2 separate regions of the Arabidopsis thaliana genome follow, and region 1 is linked to region 2. A link is a contact called in public capture Hi-C data. All regions are on one chromosome and are shown on one strand. The core of a region is the stretch at or near the end of the contact, and the rest is flanking DNA. Distances in the headings are between cores, read along the strand shown. Region 1 holds the start of AT1G35890 (NAC (No Apical Meristem) domain transcriptional regulator superfamily protein). Region 2 holds the start of PUM10 (pumilio 10).

Region 1 (3,960 bases), core at 1,100-3,599, 86 kb before region 2:
CAAACAAAAATGTAAAGGCCGACCTATATACATGTGTTATAGACACCAAGATATGCTTGTTTCAGTTTTACGACTTTAAGGCTTGGTTTTGTCCTAAGAACAAAGTAAACCCTTCTTCATATTAAGGAACTTTCGACAAACGATAAGTTGTGTTTTGTGTTTTATATTTTATCCAACCAATGAGTTCTCACGCCTACATTTTCTGACTACCGCGCGGTTAACCGTATTGTTAAAACCTTAAAAATATAGTTATAATTGTGTAGAATTCTAAATAAATAATTATCACTAAAATAGTAACTTAAATCGTTTAATATGCCCACTACTACGATCGTAGTTACTCCACTACTCTTTTTACCATAAATCAAATCATAAGTAGTTCATATTATTATTATTTATACTCTATTATTATTTATAATCACAACATCTTCTCTTAAATATTGTTTTTGTTTGGAAAATGTAATTAATTCAATCATTATAATTATGACCATTAATTTGTTTATTCATTGGTTTATTTAAGAAAAATAGATAGCTGATTCACTATAAATATTTGAAACACATAATCACGTAAAATAAATATTATTTGATATATCACTATTTATTTATTTACTTAATTATAAAGATTAAAAAATATAATATTTTGTCTCATATGTTATATGTATCATAATTATCAAATAACCGTAACCGTATTTAACCATAACCGTATTTAACCGTAACCGTTTTAACCGTAACCGTTTTAACCGTATATATAACGGTTAAGGTTAAGGTTAAAAAAAAATTATAACCATAACCGGTGGTTAATAAACCGTAACCGTAATAACCGTAACCTTGGTCATGCCTACTTTACGGCTGATTTATAATACATTTTTGGGGAAGACAATATGAAATTTATTGGTCAAATATCAACAATCAAATTAAGAAAAATAAGAATATGTTTGAGGGATACATAGGAGTAGATAGAAGTAGAAATGTCTCCAAATAGATCCATTGAGAGGAAGACTAAACCGTATGAATCAAAACATAGATAGAAGTAGAAATGTTTCCAAATAGATCCATTGAGAGGAAGACTAAACGAGAGACATGTAAAATCAAAGTAAAAGAGTAGCTATTCTTGATTTAACTCAAACCTGTAACGAATCATGTAAAATTCCATAGATCTGAAGATCTACGTCCATGTTGGAGATTATTAGATCTAAAAGCTTTTTTGGATTTGGGTTAATGATATAGATAATCAAATTTTTATTTATTATTTTTAAGTGAAAACGAATTAAAAAATTTTAATTAAAAAAATAATAATCAAGGGTGTTAACTGTATTTATACAAGTACTCAAAACATATGAACTATTAAAAAAAATATGTATGATATTCTAGGAATAAACATATTTTCTATGCTATCTGAGTAATTAATTCTAGAAAGAATGTACATTTTTATTTGCTGAAAAAATGTAATGTTCAATAATGAGAACACAAAATTATCCAAGAGCTATTCAAATAAGAACACGTTGAACGGTTTATGAAGGTAGAGTTGTAGAGAGGTTCATATTGATCAAGTAAGTTCTGGAACTGACTCGTATCACTCACTGTACTCAGCTAATAATTCTTCCATCAAAGGGTATTCTACCGGAGCAACGGATATTGGTTGATCCATGGCATCAGCCTGTTCATTCTTCTTTGTTGCGAGTGCGTCTGTTTGGTGAATCATGTCTCCTTCTCCATTCTGCTTTCTGTTTCCGCAACAGAGCAAGAAGATGATGATTTGTTCGGAACATCCCATAGCAGTGGCTGCTCCTGTTCCAAATAAGCAGCTAGAAGAGACTCACACTCAATATTGATAGGCTGCTGCTCCAAGTAAGAAGTAGAAGCTTCGTCATGATGATCCTTCTTGGACTTCTTTTTCTTGATCGGCTGCGGCTTAGAGGAAGAAGATGCTTCATGCTGATGATCCTTCTTGTCCTTCTTGGACTTCTTATACTTCTGAATCTTCCAGACGACTATCCTCAAACTTATCTTCTTCCTCCGGGTCCACTACCACAAACTCATCCATAATCCAGCCGCAATCGCCTTCTCTCTTCTGCTTCTTGTTTCTTTTGCTGCTCTTATAAGTTAGGTTTTTCTTGATCCAATGATAGCCCCCTTGTCGATGATATGTTCTTTCCTATTCACCCTCCACTTCCCTCGGTCGATGCCATCGTTGTCGTCTCTGGTGATCTTCCGCTTCGAGTAGTTACCATGTCCAATCTTTTTCTCGGAGATCTGAGTCCTTGCCGAGAAGTAGTACCACTCGTCTTCCTTGAAAAAAGGATCGTTGGAATGGTCCAGCAACCATGGCTCCTTGGCATAAACGTCCTTCATCACTACAAAGCCTCCACATTCTTCACCTCTTAGCTTCTTTTTAAGATACTCGTTGATGACTTATGGGTACGATGGATCAAAGTGAATCCCTTCGTCTTCTTCGAAGTACTCTATCGACACATTTTTGGTTTTCAAGGATTAGGTTTATGGTGAGCAGCTGAGAGCTTATTGATTGTGTATATATAGTGGTTGGGATTCTCTTTTTTTTTTTTTTTGCAAAACATTTTGTGTATATCCCATGAAAATATTATTTCTTAAAACCTAATCCTACTAAGAAATTCGTTTTTAATATTTTAGCAATTAGAAAATAAATGATCCCAAAATAAAATAAAAAATACCTTTAAACTATATCCAAATCAGTTCAAGAAAATTATAAATCTAACTAAACTATCATGCCGTTGAAGACAAAAAAAAGTTAAACTATTATGCCTTCCATACATTACTTATTTCAAATATAATTTTATAAAATAACAAAAGCATTATATGATCCACTAAATCTAACTAAACTACAATACCGTTAAAGAAAAAAAAACAAAACTATTATCCCTTCCATACATTACTTATATTAAACATAATTTTATAAAATAAAAAAACATTATATGATCAACCTATGCCACAAACAGAACCTGATTAAATATTAGTATTTGTTAGTTTGGCAAAAAAACATAAAGAATTGTTTCACTATAAGTAGATCAAATATGATGTTAAGAGATCAACTCAGGCCCATTTTCAAAAAATATGGCCGAACACATATATGTATGTATCGCAAAAGTGGTATAAACCATTTAATACTACTATACAATTAAAGACAAGTCTACCGAAAACAAAAAGTTTCTAGCTTTGTCTGCAAGTCAAAACCTTTTTCTTTCTCCTCTCCGTCATGCCCACAATCGCCCTCAACGGCCAGCTTATCGCGGGCCTATAGCTTACACTACCGCTTCTTCTTATCTCTCTTCTCACCGTCAATATAACCCTCTATCTTCTTCTCCCAAACTTCATTTCATCGCATCTTCTTCCCCTCGCTTCAAATCCTTAACTTGCTCAGCAAACTTACATTATCGGAAGAAGATTGAGCCTTCATCCAAAAAATTTCTCCTTAACTCATTTGCGAAATCTTTTATCGTCTCTGCGTCCTCCGCTAAGCCGAAAGATTCGTCCAATGTTAATCTCCGTAAGCCACTTGCGATATCTCTCGTCGTCACTACTGTTTCTTCCTCCGCATATGTGTTTCTTCTACGACTCTTTTCTCTTGCCTCGATTCTAAATGGTGGCGGAGGAGGAGGGAATTTGGGTGGAGGAGGAGGGAAATTTGGTGGAGGAGGAGATGGCGGATTTTGGAGGGGATTGTTTGCTCTGGCAATACCAGTGGCTATCGCCAACGAAGAACACTCACATGATTGGGATTCTTACGGTTTACCAGCGAACATTGTGTTAAGCTTGGGAGCTTAACCGAACTGAAACTTAAGAAATAAGAGAGGAAAATATAGATATGCGCCGGAAACGGCGGAGAGTAAGATGAGAGAAGAAGTTTATATTGATTGTAAATGTTTTTGGTAAAGTAACTCTAAAGGGAAACTTTCTTAAATAGCAAACCCTCACTAAAACCTTTAA
Region 2 (4,271 bases), core at 759-3,258:
ATTCTTTACGTGGAAGTTTTGTGACTTGCGAGCGTTTATCATCGTTACACATATAACCATCAAAAACAAACGAATTAGTAATTCCGAAGGACACACCCGTTTGATGCTCTTTTTTAAATTTACTCTTAACAAAATACTTTTCAAGATTTTTTTTTAAAAATCATTTAGAAATTCATTGGAGACGATATCTAAGTTTGTGCCTAATAACAAGTTCAGAAATTTCAGATTAATTATATTTTACTATTAGCAATAAAAGTGACAAAAATGAATATTAAAAGTCTTTTAAAATCATTATTATTAGGAATTTGGAGAGACGTCAACAATGGGAGCAGCAAACCTTAGACGAAGTCTATCCCCACTACATGCCGAAGTGGAAGCTCTTCTATGGGCGATGAAGTGCATGATTGGCGCCGACAATCAAGATGTTGTGTTTCTCACAGACTGTTCGGATCTGGTGAAGATGGTGTCTTCCCAAACCGAATGGCCGGCCTTCTCAGTGTATTTGGAGGAATTGCAGAGTGACAAGGAAGAATTTTCAAGTTTTTTTTTATCTTTAATTTCTCGTAGTGCAAATGTCAAAGCGGATAATTTGGCGCGTAAAGTTCGTGTCCAACCGCATCATATCACTTATGTAAACAACATTCCTCAGGAATTTAAGCATTAATTTGGCTCTTTTGAACTCTAATTAATTTTGGATGAAAAAAAAAAAAAAAAAACTATAAGTTTAATCACCTTTTCTACTTCCAATCAAATTTAAGCATTATCTTTATTTTATTTCTCTTATAAGACTCATTATTATTTTTCTGTTTTCAATTTAAACCTAATATTTTCCTAAAAATACATATTAATTGAAAAAGATCATCCAACTTTTTAATCAAATAATTTTTTATCAGTACTAAATAAATTGAAAAATAACTTGGTATTCCTCCAGTTATCTTACTATGGAAATCCAATTACTATTTAGTTGTCAGGTTTAGGGTTATGGTGCAACAAAAGTTAATATAAAAACCAAACGAATTAAATATAAAAAGAAACACGGACCAAAAATAAAAAAGAACGAATTGTATTTTCCTAATATTTCCGCTTCAATATTAATGGTGGAATTATGATTTATAAAGTTTGAAAAAGTTTTACAAAATCTTAACTCAATTTAAATAAATGATTTAATAGTCACTAAAGTCATCATTAATTTTTAACACTCAATCTTTTCTTAAAATAATAAATAATTGATATGATAAATGAAAGAAGTAATTGAAGAAAAATATAAGAAAAAAGTAAAATACTAATTTGTAATCTATTAAAAAAGAAACATGTTTGAATAATAAATTACGGTTTGAATGGTAGTGTCGGTTTAGGATGAAAAATCTGTTTGCGGTTTAGACTGCTTTTTGTTTACAATTCATAAACTATAATTTGTATTAGTGCTGATAGAAAAAAAAAATATATACGGCGGATTAACTACGAACTATTTGTCTGCTCTGAAAATAAAATGGTTTAGTTCTTTAGCGGTTTATTCTAATTTTCCTATTGTATCCTTTTTTCCAATTTTTCTATTAGATTCATAGTTGATGTGATTGATTAAATAATACTTATAATTATTTGAAATGATAAATGATTGATATGATAGATGGCAGAAGTAACTAAAAAATACACAAAACAATATTAAATAAAAACAAACGAATTAATACTACGAAAACACATGACCAAAAACTAAAAGGGGCAAATCTGTAACTTCCTAATAATTCCTCGGGTGCAGGCTACAAAAAGCAGTGTTTGCCACATTAATGGCGAAATGTGACTGAAAACAAAAAAGACAAGGTCTCTCCTTACGTACACACACAGAACAACAACATTCTCTCTCTCACACCCCTTTCTTGGCTCTGTTATATCTGTATTGTTTCCTTGGCTTTACTCTCTCTTCTTCTTCGTTTGTGAAATCGGTTTCTACACTTTACTCTGCTTTTGACCTAATGTTTGGAGAGAGATTAATGGGGTTTCGAGGTTTGCATGGAGATTTTTAACTTCGGACAAGCTTCCGATCATCGTCGTCTTCCTGATTTTGGTTCAGGTGGGTTTTTACAAAGTCTCGACACAAACCCATTTCTGAAGAATCAGTATTACAACAACAGTGTTGAAGCTCTGGAGTTGTGTAAAAAGCTTAACAAAATGGGTATCTCTTGTGACATGAGTATTTGGACCAAACCCGAAGAACCATTCCGGGTCGACCCGGGTGATTTTGGGGCTAAAACTCTTCATGAGTCTTTTGGGTTTGACCAGAATCTCACTGGAGCTTCTCAGATTCATGATGGGTTTCGTAACTTCTCCTCTGTTCGTGTTCAAAACAACAACTTTCATGGAGTTTCTCCTTCTCCAGGATTGCTTGGCCTACAAGATTCCTTTAACCCCAACGGATTTGAAGAGATGATGGCTTTTAAAGATCACAAAGACTTCCTCTTAGACCACATCAATGAACCCATAAAGCGTTCTCCGTTTCTCAGAGGCAACGATGCTTTCAAGGGTTCGTTGATGTTTGAAGGAATTAGGGTTTCTCAAATCCTAGCCGCCATGGAAGGTTCTGGAGCTTCTTATCCAGATGAGCCTAAGATCAATGGTGGTTTGCCTCTGGATCTCGTCTCCATGGTTGAGATTTACGGATCTGTGAACTTAATGGCCAGAGATCAGATTGGGTGCAGAGCTTTGCAGAAACTGGTCGAAGAAGGAACGGTTCTTGATTCTAAGGTTATATTCCTTGAGATCATTGACCATGTCGTTGAACTTTCCATGGATCCTTTAGGGAATTACATCGTCCAGAAGCTGTTAGTTGTGTCTGATGAGGAACAGAGAACAATGATTGTGAGTGTGTTAACGTCAAAACCAAGGGAGCTTATCAAAATCTGTCTCAACACTAATGGGTAAGCTGAAACAAAACCATTACAAATCCCCACGAGTTCTTATTGATAAAGACATTTCAAATTTTGTCTTTTCTGTTTATGGAAATATTTGAAATGTCTGCACATCACTATCACTAAAAGTAGGCAACATTTGGTAGAAAGAATAAATTTACTTTTTGCTGTTTTTGGACAAACCAAAACTGAGACATTTTAATGAGTTTTTGCATTCTGATATGTGGCTAATGTGTTTATTGATTAAAACAGGACAAGGGTTATACAGAAGATGATTAAAACAGTGAAAACAAAACAACAGATTGCATTGGTGAAGTCAGCTCTCGAACCGGGTTTTCTTGTTCTTGTCAACGATTCTAATGGGTACCATGTGCTACAGAGTTGCTTGGAGTTCCTTGTACCTAATGACAACAAGGTTTAGTTTCAATCACCATCTTTTGTTTCCAACTTAAGCTTTGATGAATGATGTGATCTTTCGTGTCAGTTTTTGTGTTAGTAGCTGCGACTAACTAAGCTGTCACACATATTAATCTCCTTCCTTTTGTTTCTTACTTACGTAAGTTCTGATGAATGTTGTGAAATCTGGTGCCAGTTTGTGGTTGAAGCAGCTACAGAATATTGTGCTCAATTAGCAACTCATCAATACGGATGCTATGTTCTTCAATGCAGCCTTATAAACACTGTTGGACTGCAACATGAGAGACTCGTCGCTGAGATATCAAGAGACTCACTTCGCCTTTCGCAAGATCCTTTCGGGTAAAATTCATATCGGCTTTATACTCAAACGAGTTTCTTATAGTTTGAAAAACTCTCTTTATGGTTTGTGGAAATGGGCAGGAACTATGTGGTGCAGTGCTTAATAGACCAACAAGTTTCTTCAGTGAACTTGCTGCTTCCATTTAGAACACATTGCATCGAGCTAGCGACTCAGAAGTTCAGTAGCCATGTGATTGAGAAGTGTCTAAGAAAGTATCCAGAGAGTCGAGCTGAGATCGTCCGCGAGCTCCTCTCTTATCCAAACTTTGAACAGCTTCTGCAGGATCCTTATGCAAACTATGTGATCCAAACAGCTCTCTCTGTAACCAAGGTAAGTCCAAAAATATACATAATTTATACAACCAAGAGCTTCCAAAAACATAACTTGACATTGGTTTTGGGGTTTGTTGAAACAGGGAGCAGTTAGAGCTAGATTAGTGGAGAAAGTTAAAAGGTTTGGGAAACTACAGTCGAATCCTTATTGCAAGAAGATTTTCTCCAAGACCATCTTGAAGAAGTAACTTTGATTAGTGTCTAAAAACTGACGATATTTTGTGTATTAAAATCGGATAGGGCATTAGCAAAAAACACTAGCCTAATGTTTTTGTTGTC

The links. Capture Hi-C pulls out chosen DNA fragments and counts their contacts.
Region 1: a capture Hi-C map of root shows a contact between it and region 2, with 4 times the contacts expected there. A contact is called at or near these places in 3 of 26 Hi-C or Micro-C datasets (root and vegetative nucleus) and 2 of 3 other capture datasets (root and shoot).

What each region holds. Positions count from the first base shown.
Region 1 is chr1:13,339,689-13,343,648 of TAIR10.1, reverse strand. AT1G35890 (NAC (No Apical Meristem) domain transcriptional regulator superfamily protein) reads right to left here and starts at 2,349. Exons shown (of 2, transcript NM_103287.1): 1 at 2,161-2,349; 2 at 1,696-2,022. The coding sequence starts at 2,349. The coding sequence ends at 1,696. AT1G35880 reads left to right here and starts at 2,421. Exons shown (of 2, transcript NM_103286.2): 1 at 2,421-2,491; 2 at 3,201-3,845. The coding sequence starts at 2,421. The coding sequence ends at 3,798.
Region 2 is chr1:13,253,307-13,257,577 of TAIR10.1, reverse strand. PUM10 (pumilio 10) reads left to right here and starts at 2,008. Exons shown (of 5, transcript NM_103277.1): 1 at 2,008-2,912; 2 at 3,156-3,318; 3 at 3,496-3,659; 4 at 3,741-3,990; 5 at 4,076-4,180. The coding sequence starts at 2,008. The coding sequence ends at 4,180.